Regions from separate parts of the Mus musculus genome. Here regions 1, 2 and 3 are each linked to region 4. The links are chromatin contacts, called in public HiChIP or PLAC-seq and promoter capture Hi-C maps. All regions are on one chromosome and are shown on one strand. Each heading gives the region's core, a stretch centred on a gene start, on an enhancer-like site or on the middle of the called end of the contact. The rest is flanking DNA. Distances are from core to core; before and after follow the strand shown. Region 1 holds the start of Ap2b1 (adaptor-related protein complex 2, beta 1 subunit). Region 2 holds the start of Slfn9 (schlafen 9). Region 3 holds the start of Slfn5 (schlafen 5). Region 4 holds the start of Tmem132e (transmembrane protein 132E).

Evidence for each region. Promoter capture Hi-C pulls out the DNA fragments that hold promoters and counts their contacts. HiChIP or PLAC-seq counts read pairs in DNA pulled down with a chosen protein or histone mark.
Region 1: a contact with region 4 is called in a promoter capture Hi-C map of embryonic stem cells, with 2.6 times the contacts expected there. The contact joins the promoter of Ap2b1 here to the promoter of Tmem132e in region 4. A contact is called at or near these places in 1 of 39 promoter capture datasets (embryonic stem cells) and 1 of 115 datasets of contacts at active chromatin or transcription factors (embryonic stem cells).
Region 2: a promoter capture Hi-C map of embryonic stem cells shows a contact between it and region 4, with 2.7 times the contacts expected there. The contact joins the promoter of Slfn9 here to the promoter of Tmem132e in region 4. A contact is called at or near these places in 1 of 39 promoter capture datasets (embryonic stem cells), 2 of 484 Hi-C or Micro-C datasets (embryonic stem cells and palatal mesenchyme) and 1 of 115 datasets of contacts at active chromatin or transcription factors (stem cell-derived neural progenitor cells).
Region 3: an H3K4me3 HiChIP or PLAC-seq map of embryonic stem cells shows a contact between it and region 4, with 19 read pairs. The contact joins the promoter of Slfn5 here to the promoter of Tmem132e in region 4. A contact is called at or near these places in 1 of 39 promoter capture datasets (hippocampal neurons), 1 of 484 Hi-C or Micro-C datasets (olfactory sensory neurons) and 5 of 115 datasets of contacts at active chromatin or transcription factors (embryonic hindbrain, embryonic stem cells and stem cell-derived neural progenitor cells).

The regions. Positions count from the first base shown.
Region 1 is chr11:83,301,167-83,304,011 of GRCm38.p6, reverse strand. Ap2b1 (adaptor-related protein complex 2, beta 1 subunit) reads right to left here and starts at 1,315. Exons shown (of 22, transcript NM_001035854.2): 1 at 1,175-1,315.
Region 2 is chr11:82,990,508-82,993,363 of GRCm38.p6, reverse strand. It overlaps Slfn9 (schlafen 9), which reads left to right and starts at 1,534. Exons shown (of 5, transcript NM_172796.2): 1 at 1,534-1,776.
Region 3 is chr11:82,950,685-82,953,530 of GRCm38.p6, reverse strand. It overlaps Slfn5 (schlafen 5), which reads right to left and starts at 1,429. Exons shown (of 6, transcript NM_183201.4): 1 at 1,336-1,429. All of the region lies in intron 1 of Slfn5os (schlafen 5, opposite strand), which reads left to right.
Region 4 is chr11:82,387,511-82,390,210 of GRCm38.p6, reverse strand. Tmem132e (transmembrane protein 132E) reads right to left here and starts at 1,311. Exons shown (of 9, transcript NM_001304439.1): 1 at 1,098-1,311. The coding sequence starts at 1,164.

The sequences.
Region 1 (2,845 bases), core at 66-2,565, 910 kb before region 4:
TCACTTAGTCATCACTGGAATGTGTTACCGATGGCTGCACCTACTTCACCTGCCGCTTTCTATTATTACCTTGTAAGTGCACCCTAAGGCTAAGCAGTGAACTGCACAGGAGAGCAGTTAATAATTTAAATTGTTCCTCTCTAAGAGACCACCTTCCTTCTTAGTCACTAGCCTTACTGAGCTTACAGTGTGTTCTTTGTCTTTTAAACCACAAAGGTTGCAAAAAAAAAAAAAAAGTTTGGCCACTAAAATAAAAGAAAAAAAAATCTCCCTTCTAAAAGTAAAAAAATTCAGCGAAGCATCCATGACACATTCACACTGCTTCATAACTAAATTGCTTGAGTTTAATAAGAGCCTTCTCCTAAAAAGAGGGCTGCTCAAAAAGCTAATACATCCTGTGAATTCAAAGAATAAAGAAATAGCAGGAAATTCCAGGGTTTTGTTTTGTTTTTTTTTTTTCACTTCTAGTAGAATTTACAGCCTTGCCCAAACTAGACTGCTCCTGATAACCCCAGGGAATATAGGGAGGGGGGAAAAAAAAAAGAAAAACAAAATTCCATGCTAAGATTTATTTTCCCCTCTTACACAGAGGGTGGGGGTGGCCTCAATTATGCAGGTTTCTCCTTCCTTCCTCGAAGTACAGTTAGTCCCCATTCTCTTTATCCACTTCCCCAGGTCAAGAAATCTGTCCAATTTTCACTAGGTAAGGAGAGATGCCTCTTAACCCCAAATACGTGCGACAAGAGAGGTTTCAGTGACCAAACGGTCGCGGGAATCCCTTCTCCCTAGTCGTGGAGACACGTCGGAGCTTCTTTCTCAATGAACAGATGTCAAACGGGAGAGCTGGGTGGTTCTCCCTCGGCCTCCAGCGGCCACACCCCTGGCCTGAGCCTTCCCCAAGCCGGTCTTCGGAACCTTGCTTCGCTCCGAAGCCCCCAACTCCCGCTGCTACACCGGAGCGCAGCCCCAGGCCACCACGGTCACTACGATGGAGGCACTTTCTCCCAGCTTTTCCCTCACAACGGTCACACCCGAGGACTCCTTCCACCCTCAACCGTCACGCTCCTCGGCTCTCCTTTCCTCCTGAGCCTATGACCCGGCTTGGGGCTCCCCTCCCTCACAAGCACCGCGAGTCAGTCAGGGCACACCCCAAAGCCAGCCGCCTTGAACTCACCGGAGGCAAGGGCGGGGTGGCGGCGGCGGCGGCGGCAGTCGGAGAGCACAGCCGGGGTGGTGGTGTAATGGTTTCCTGCCCGTCACGATTCTCTCTAGATCTAAGCCACTGCGCAAAACCCAATTTGCCAGGGACAAAGATGGTGAGCCGGAAGCTTTGGCGTAAGAGAATCTCGCCGCCTGACGTCATCTGGGTGCGCGGGAGAACCAAACGGCCAGGTCGTGTCTGTCGCCTCAGCAACGGAAAGGTTTCCCTGTCTCAGGGATAGGGCAGTTGCCTATACACTCAGGAGACCCGCAGTTGCTTTCCCACCGGATATCTTCAATAAGTGGGTATTTTCGGGATTTATTCCCGTGAACAAGATTTTTGTGAAACCTGTGTGAGATATCCTATTTGCTCAAACACAAACCTCAGCTAATTTGCTTGTAAGGTTAAGAAGCCCATAGAGGTGATAGAAACCAGGACTACAGACGGACGGATGAACTAGGAGACGGCGACTCAAAGATGGCTAAGAAGCATTCAGATCTGAGTTTGAATCCCTACATTGAACAAGACTGGAGAAACTTATTAGCGCCCCCTTCCTGCCCCGCCCTTAGGCTTGAGTGGTATAAGGTACCTAAAACAGGTTGTGGATACAGGTTTCATTAGGAAACTATAAACTGGTACAGGCGTTTAGTTACCATGTCCAGCTTCAAAAGAAAAGAAAGACCAACGTCGGGCTGTGTAACTCAGACAAGCCTAAAACTAAGCCCTCTTGCTTCTTTCTGCCTCTAGAGCACTTTGAACTTCTCTATCTATATACCTAGACTCCAAGGCTTAGTGGTGCTTCTAACCAGGCACCCCTCACTCTACTATTGAACAATCTTTTTTTTTTCATTTTGTTTTTTAATGTGCATTGGTGTTTTGCCTGCATGTATGTATGTGAGAGAGTGTTCCCCTGGAACTGGAATTTCAGACAGCTGTGAGCTGCTATGCGGGAGCTGGTAACAAAATCCAGGTCCTTTGAAAGAGCAGCTAGTGATCTTAACCACTGAACCATCTCTCCAGCCGCCAGATTTGAAACTTAAAAAACTCATGGTAGGACTGGAGAGATGACTCAGTGTTTAAGAGCACTGGCTGCTCTTCCAGAGGTCTTGAGTTCAATTCCCAGGCAATCCCATGATGGGTCACAACCATCTGTAATGGGATCTGATGCCCTCTTCTGGTGTCTGAAGGCAGCTACAGTGTACTTGTGTACATTAAAAAAAAAAAATAAATCTTTATATATTAAAAACAAAAAACTCAAGGCAACTGGGTGTGGTGGCACAAGCCTTTAACCTCAGCAATCAAGAGGCAGAGGTAAGTTGATCTTTGTGAGTTCAAGGCCAGCCTGGTCTACAATGTGAATTCCTGGACAGCCCGGGCTACACAGAAAACTGTCTTTGAAAAACAAAACAGATGACTTAACCCAATTACATTTATTTACTGAGCATCTATTAAATAATTTCCTATGTAACTTACATTTAATATATACTTAAGATCTCCAAACCTGATGGTCAGGCTTAGCCTTTAATGCCTTCTAATAGAAAGGTTAATCATGTGCCTTCTATTAGACTACACATTTGAGACTGGGGTTTTTAATGCATTATTTGGTAACTAAAAACTGGCACATTACCAAATTGAAATAAAAAC
Region 2 (2,856 bases), core at 285-2,784, 600 kb before region 4:
CTATATGTGGTACACAAAAACTTCACTCCAACACAGGAGGTGTCTTAGTCAGGGTTTCTATTCCTGCATCATGACCAAGAAGCAAGTTGGGGAGGAAAGGGTTTATTCGGCTTACACTTCCATACTGCTGTTCCTCACCAAAGGAAGTCAGGACTGGAACTCAAGCAAGTCAGAAAGCAGGAGCTGATGCAGAGGCCATGGAGGGATGTTCTTTACTGGCTGGCTTTTCCTGGCTTGCTCAGCCTGCTCTCTTATAGAACCTAAGACTGCCAGCCCAGAGATGGTCCCACCCACAAGGGGCCTTTCCCCCTTGATCACTAATTGAGGAAATGCCTTACAGTTGGATCTCATGGAGGCATTTCCTCAACTGAAGTTCCTTTCTCTGTGATAACTCTAGCTGTGTCAAGTTGACACAAAACTAGCCAGTACAGGAGGGTACATGCATCTGAGAGCAAGTGTTCAACATGGCCAATGACATTGACTCCCTGGAACTGGAGTTACGGGGTCCCTGAGCCAAAGGTGGGTGTTGGGACTCAAACCCAGGTCAACCACAAGAGTGTGCTCAGAGTCTCTGAGCCATCTTCCCAGCCCCCGTAATTATCACAGTTTTGTATTTCTACATTTTATAAGCACCATAATATAGTTGTATCTTTATCTTTTCAGTAATTTTTGAACACTGAAAAAGATAAATTACCTTTTAATATTCACTTAATTACTCCTGTAGTACTGGTTTTATTCATGTGACTCTAAGTGTTACTCTGGTACAAATTTCCATCAGCCTTTAACATTTTTTGTGACAAAGGTCTCCTGGTGACCAAGCCCTTGCTGAATTGTTTTGTTTCACCAGAAAAGGACATCATTAGTTTCTATCCACTAGGTGAAGTGGTGTGTGTGTGTGTGTGTGTGTGTGTGTGTGTGTGTGTGTGTGTGTGTGTTGAATTCTAGGTTGACAGTGTGTATTGAATTCTAGGATGACAGTCTTTTTCATTCAACACTGTACAATCTGGAAAATTAGAATTTTAAAGAAAAAGGACTATGGTGGTAAGAAAATATACTGAAAGGGGAAGTTTGGAACCATGGAAAAACAGGTTTTTAACTAGAATACACATCCTGATGCAGTTAACGGTGTTAACCATGTGTAACAAGTGTACATGCAGTAGGAACACAGAACAGATGAAGATCTGCAAGTACCAGGGGTTAACAGTGGTTAGTTCTCAACTCTGAGCTCAGGAGGTGAGATCCTCACAAAAGCTTCACTCTCACTCTGCTTCCCCCAGACCAGCATGAATCTGAGCTCCTTCAACAGCCCTTCCACAGCAGGGAACCCCCTCAGGCTGAGAAGGCTGTAAGTTCTTGCTATAGGGAGGAAGCCGCCCACAGCCAAGGATGGGGGCTTATCTGGAAAAAGGGCAGCAAGACAGATTCATCAAAACCAGCAGTGAGCTCAGTCTGGCAGCATGCCTGCAGCCGGCCAGAAAATCCGAGCAGTTTCGTTTTCCCAAAAACAAGTAACCCAACCACTAGAAGAATTGAGCCAATTCGCTGTGACCACTGCTAGCCAAACCCATGCTAGACCCGGGGCTGCTCCTCTGAACCTCACAGACAGGCGACCAGTCCACAAATGAAACACCACCTGGCCACAGACCAGAAGATTCTGGGCCGGAGGCTGAGTTCGGGAAGGAAAGGGAGACTTACATTCCTGCCTGTTTCTAAATTCTGCTTTCCCAGCCGGCCAGGGAACAGCGATCAAAAGTCTTTTCTCACAAAATGAAAGTGGTGAGTGAGAGCCACAGAGCTGCGACCTTCAAGGGAGCCAGGGACAGAAGGGTGGCCCGGTGCCAGAGGAAAGGGCCTGGAGAAGAGCTTATCTCCTTTCGAACAAGTTTTATGCTGTCTTGTGTAATTCGTATGAATAGATTCCATAAATTAGTTGGTAAATAGGTACACTTGGGCCGGTGACAGAACACTGGGATATAGGAAGAGCTAGGAGGAAGGAGGAAGAAAGAAGTGGGGAGAAAGCAGATACCAAAAGAAACTAAAAACACCAAGAACAATCCGAACGCCCAATATGGCTAAGGTTCAGAATTATTAAAGTTTAGTTTATTAAGCACATATGAGTTTCAAGCTTCCCGGTATTTAGAAGGCTTCCTATTGGTCTCTGCCCGCGGGCGGGAGAGGGTGGGTGGAGAGTCAGGCAGTGAAAAGGAAAGGCGGGAATTCCACGCCACCTCCGCGCGCTCTGCGCTCTGGGATCCGGAGCGACCAGGACCTGGTGAGACCCTCAGCTCCCCTCCACCTTCCCCGAGGTCCAGCACACCAGAACTGGAACCTGAGCAGCCCAGAAGCCAGGGTGGCACCACTGTGTCTCTCCTGTCTGAAGACCCGGATATTTTCTCAGACTTGGCGACACGTTCCTTTAAAAGTAGGTGCTGAGGACTGGAGGGGCCTGGGAGTGAAAGGGGATGATTCCAGTGGGTGAGAGACTGACCAGCCCAGCACAGGAGAAGGGGGACCCAGATGGGTGAAGGGATGGGGGAGGGAGGCTGTCTCTGTCACTCTAGCTTGCTCTGGCTGGCAATCTCAACAGGAAGTCTCTGAGCTGGTAGAGCCTGTTACTCTTAGTAGGTGCAAGTTAGAGTACAAGCTTTAGGCCCCAAGGTACAGCTTGAAATGACAATGTTGAAAGGGATTCTGTAGATGCCACTGAGCGACCCCTCTCTCTCTAAGATACTGTCTTTAACTGAGCAAGGAGCCAAGAGGCAGAAATATAATTGCTACTATCTAACCCAGGGTTTATAATCCAGAAGCTATGGAAAAGAGCCTAAAATCCGGGGATTTCAGTTTCCCAACTAGCAC
Region 3 (2,846 bases), core at 180-2,679, 560 kb before region 4:
TTGGTCTTGAACTTCTGGAGATCCACCTGCGACTGTCTTTCCAGTGCTGGGACTAACGGGTGTGGGTCTCACCTGGCATTTTAAGACTTTTAGATGCCTCTAATCTTTGTTTTCCTTCTCCCTTGCTTGTTATAAGTCTAGACTTCTTAGATCCACCAAGTGCCCTCTCAGTGAAAACCTACTGTGTGCTGAGGAGAACAGTGGGCTTTACAAACTGTGCACAATTTAAAAGACACCTCCTCTCCTCCCTTGCAGTTACATAAGAGCAGGAAGTAATACCCTCGAGAAGTTTGAGAGTAGTTTTTCGTTTTGTTTCATATTTTCACCAACAAAGACATTAGAATGTAGAGACTGCCTTTTGGGTCCAGCAGCGACTCCTGAAAGTCCTCCTGCTATGTCAATAATTCAGAAATGGAGTTCTGCTTTCTGATTGGCAGAACTCCTATCCCATCTGGAAAATCCACAGCCATGTCAGTCTCTTCTTTCACTTTCACAAAGATAGAGGCATTTAAAGTTTAAATGTCTTCTGGCATTTAAACCCTTCCATCCGGTTCAGCGTGCTGTGGCACTAAGTCACTGCTCTGCCATAGGTTCAGACACAGAAACCCTCAGTTCCTGCCTATTCCCCTCTCCCACTTCCCCACCACACACACACACACACACACACACACACACACACACACACACACACACACACATTAGGGATCAGTTTCTATTTCCCAGGCACGACAAACCCAGCTTTGGAGAACTTCAGACAGTACACCCACTTCCTCTTAGGGCCTTGCCTCTGAACCACGAGCAACCACCTCACCCCAACCCTAGGACCTGAGGAGCTACTACCAAGTGCTTTCATCTCTCTGATCACTTCCCCTGCCACTTCTGCTTTCAGAACCACCCTGTTTAAAGGGAAACAAAGTCACAGAATCATGCTTTGCAGACCTGCTTCTTTGGTCTGCCCACTGAATTGTTGTTAACCGCGTTATCAGTTATCACAGACACTGGGCTCTGTAGGCACCAAGCCAGAGGTTTAAAGGTGACTCTGGTGATAGACCGGACACTTCTCGTCTCCTCCCCGAGATAGGTCCCTCTCCTCACTCGGCCACCTTCCCCGGGACTTCCCTTCCCAAGCCTTCAACACCTCCGGCCCTCTGCCGCCTAAGCCTATGGGCCCCAGATGCTTCCCAGCCGGCTATCCATGGATGTTACCACAGGTTATAGGAAGCGAACTCTGGAATTCAGGCGCGGCACCCTGCCTCCCCACAACCTCGCGGGGGAACCTGATGACCCTGGATCTGATAAAAAAACTTGTGCAAAAGACTAAGAGGAACCCGTTACCCGCCGGAGTCTGTCCTCCGCAGCCCGCAGGGCGCCCCGTCTCCTGGAATCAGAGCTGATGTCCTGGGTCCAGAGTGGAGACCTCTACCCTGTGTGCTCTTGTCCTTAAATCAGCTGAGCGCAGTGACATCGCATGGGGCGGGGCAATCTGCAGAAAGCAGTCCTGTTCCATGGACCAGGAAACCCCAGTGCTTCCAGTAACCTCAGTTAACTTTAAGAAAGAGAAGAGCTTTTTTTTTTTTCTTTTTCACTTTGAAGGGGCGTTAATAGTTCTTACGGCCACTCAGGGAAGGAAACCTGGCACAATCCCATGTCCCCCAAACCTCCCCGACCCTACTTGACCCTTCACGGGACCCTTCAGACTCCACTGCTCCAGGGTCCCTCTCCTCGGTGCCTGAAAGTCCCTCAGTTTCCCTGGTTTCTGCTGGAATCCTCACAGCAAGATCTTCAGCTTACCAAGGACAGCGATCTTCAGGATGATGGGTCGGTGGAGGCACCTGGAAAAACAAGAGGCAGAAAATTAAAGCCCTCCTTTTTTTTTTTTTTATTACGTATTTTCTTCAATTACATTTCCAATGCTATCCCAAAAGTCCCCCACCCCCGACTCCCCTACCCACCCATTCCCATTTTTTGGCCCTCCTTTATCTCCACTTCCCCAAACGTTCCAGATTGTTGATATCCCCCGCGTCCCACCCCCGCCCTGCTTTCCTCTACCTTTACCCTCCAGGCGCGGTTTCCTGCAGAACAAGTTGCTGCTTGGGGGCTGAAGGGGGGGACAGGGTAGTTCGAAAGGATCCAGAGCAGGATATGCTGCAACTGGGAGTGAGGGTGGAGGCGGAAAAGGACTGAGCTCCCAGGGGGCTAACTCCAGCCTAGATTTCCCGACCCTAAGCATTCCTCCAGTCCTGGAGCCAACTGTCCTCTCCTGCCCTTCTTTGCGCTTCTTAATGTTCTGGCGAGTACATATTTCTCTTAACTCTTTACAACTCAGGCATGGATACCCCCAGAACCCCTGGAGCTGGGGGAACAAATCAGGTTCCCTCCTCCCCAACAGACTAAAGAAGCAAGCTAAAGGAAGCGGAAAGGGGGAGGGGTGCTGTTAAAGAGATTTAAAGCCATTAATAATCTCTCTATTAGTTAGAGACTCAGCTGCCAGCACTTTCCCTTCTCCTGCAGTCAACACAGTTGGAGGCTGCAGTCAGTAAGTCCAGAAAAGCCCAAGGGTGTCACAGAGAGATTCATGTTGGATTCTGTAGCCTTGTGACTCATGGGGGGAGGGGGTGGAGAAGGCACGGGGACTGGGACCTGGCGACCACACCCTTTCATAGCAGCCAGAAGCATAAAGCCTGGTCAGCCTTTTTACATTTCTTCTTTGAAATCCAGATAACTGGTATATAATATTCCCCTTTAAGCAAAGATACATTTCTCACTCTCCATATGTGTCCATGTGTGTGCAGGTACACACACATGTACAGCTATACATGCACATGCATGTTTATACAAGAAGGCCA
Region 4 (2,700 bases), core at 62-2,561:
TTCGGGCAAAAGCTGACCACTACAAACGGACGGTTCTCTCAAACATCCAGATGGCTCGCTCCACTAAGGCCTTCTCCAATTCTGTCCTTGGCTCACCCTCTCGGGAGTGGGGCATCAGAGTCTTATATCCCTAGCTAGTCCTTTGCTGGTTGGGGAATTGTCCCGGGTCAGCTGGTTTCACTTGGGCGCAGCAGAGGGCCGCTTCCCCGCCGCCCCTGCCCCCTTGCTTCCACAGCTCCCTTTCTCTCGTTTAGGTTTGCGCCCCTCTCCTCCTGGAGCATCTCCAGCTTGCGGAAGCCCGCCGCAGCGCCCTCCTGGCTCATCTTGAGTTCCCACTCTGGGTGGGGGAGGTTGTCCTACTACCCCCTGCCTCCAACCTTCATATCCCCCATCTCACTGCTGGGGCGCACCATCCCCGGGTTCCTCCCTCCGTCACCCCTTTCCGGCAGAGCCCAGAGCCCAGGGCGAGCCTGGGGAGCAGACGCAACAGATTGCAGAACGCTGGAGCGCGGCCCCGCTGCCTTCGCGCGCCGCCAGTCTCCCGGCCCGCGCCCGCTGCCCAGACCCCCGCCCGACTTGCTCTGCGAGCCGGCCGGCCATTGAGATGCTGCTCACAAGCCTCCCGGGCCCCAACCGTGCGCGTCCCTGTCCTAGGCCCGCCGCAGGAAGCCAGACAGCCGGCGGCACGGCCCGCACCCGCCTGCGCGCCGGGCCCGGAAGCCGCGATCTCGCCGGTCCCAGTGGTCCCCAGCCCCTCGCGCTGCATGGGGAGCTGCGGCCGGGTACCCGAGACTCGACCTAGCTGATCTCTCGCACCCCTCTAGATATCCGTGAGCTGACACGCCCCCAGGGTCTCGGGTTTTTCCCTGAATTCTAACTCTGAGACCGAGGAATCTACCCCCCCCCCGCCCCAATCTCCCCTGGACCGACCTCGGTCCCCTCAGCGGACTCCCGCTGCAGCCGGGAACCGTGCTGGTAGCGACGGCGGAGAGTCCAGGGGAACACTGGGATGAGGTGCTCCTTCCTTCGGTTCTCTCTGCGCCCCCTCCAGGGGCGCCCGCCGCATCTTCACCCCGAGTCTGCGCCGCGACACTTACCGTGGGCGAGCAGCACAGAGAGGCAGAGTAGGGCGGCGCCGCGGCGGCCCGACATCCCTGGGGCCATGGCCGAAGCGGGGGCAGGAGGGGTCCGAGGGTGTAGAGATCCACGGCGAATTGGTCTCAGGCTGGGCTCGGTCGCCTCCAACTCACTGGCGCCCAGCTGTGTCTGTTGAGGCTTCGGGGGCCAGAAAGCGCAATTCGGGGACACTTTGAGGGGAGGGGCGTCCCGGGCACCACCGGCTACACCCTCGGAGCCGGCGGGGGCGCAGCTCGGGGCGGGAGGAGTCTCCACCTCCCCGGGCTGGTGCCCCCTGCAGGATCTGCGAGGAGAGGGGGGAGCCGCACGTGCGGTCCCAGGGCCCGGTGGCCACCAACGTCCCGGTGGCTGCCGAGGGCCGCGTGCCGAAGCCCCTGGCCTCGCCGCGCCGCTCAGATCCGTACTCGCTCGTAGGTACAGAACCCCAACGCGAACTCGAATCGCCTCGGTTTCGGTGGTAACCCCACATGCACAGCGCGGCTTTCTTCCTCTCCCAAGCGCCCTGCAGCAGTAGGGAAAATCCCAGGTCGGGAGGAAACGGATGATTTCTTTCGCAAAGAGAGAAAATCCAGGCAACTTTAATCCATCCGGGGAAGGAAAAGTTTCCTTGCAGGGATGAGACAGGCGACGCGGGTCGCCACCACCCTAGGCGACGCCCAGACGAAACGTCTGAGGTGGGGGACCAGATGTTTGTCCCTTCGCAGTGCTCGGTCTTGGACTCCAGCACTCTCTCCAGTCTCGACCGGGGTCTGCGCTAGCACAGGCCAACTCGGCGCCGCCTGGCCAGGCTGGGGTTCGGTGGCTGGAGCAAGGGTGGAGCTCTAGGCACTCGCTGCCCCATGGAGATGAAGCTAGGAGAAGCGAAGGAGCGGAAGCGCCAGCTAAGGCGCCCCAGCTCGAGCCGTTTCTTCCCAGAGCGTCTCCTCCAGTATCCAGCCCGTAAGCGTTGTAGGATGAGAGATGGGGTGGTCAGCCCTCGGCAGCACCGGCTACCCTTTTCTTTCCTCTCCGGTAGGGTGTCGCTGTCTCAGCACAGGGGTACCTTGCCCCGCCTCACACCTCTCCTCGCTTTCCCGGGGGAACCTACACAAACCTTGAACTTTTCCGAGGTTCACAGTCTCCGATCCCTCGTCCTACCCATCACCCCCGCCTTGCCCCTGGACACCCGCTCGCCCGTTGCCTCGGTGCGGCAGGGCACAGGCTGTCGCTCTTTCGGAGTCAGTCTGGGCGAGTAGATCGCCGCTCCAGTCCCAGCTACGGGTGGCAAGAAGCGGGAGCGCGGCCAGTGGGCTAAGGCAACCGCACCTGCGCAGCCCCTGGCCGGAGAGGCAGCAGCGGGTACCTAGGCGGCCTAGAAAAGATAGAGATGCCGATAGGGGTCCAGCTCTCCTTGGACGTGGGGTTGGGGAAGAAGAAGAATCAAGGACCAGAGGAAAAAAAAAAGAGGCGGGGGAGCCACAGTTGACCGAAGCAGTCGCTGCCACCTCCACGGCGCTCCTCGGTAAATGGTTGAAGAAAGACACACACACACACTGATGCTCGCTGCCCTCCTCCTCGGTCCGG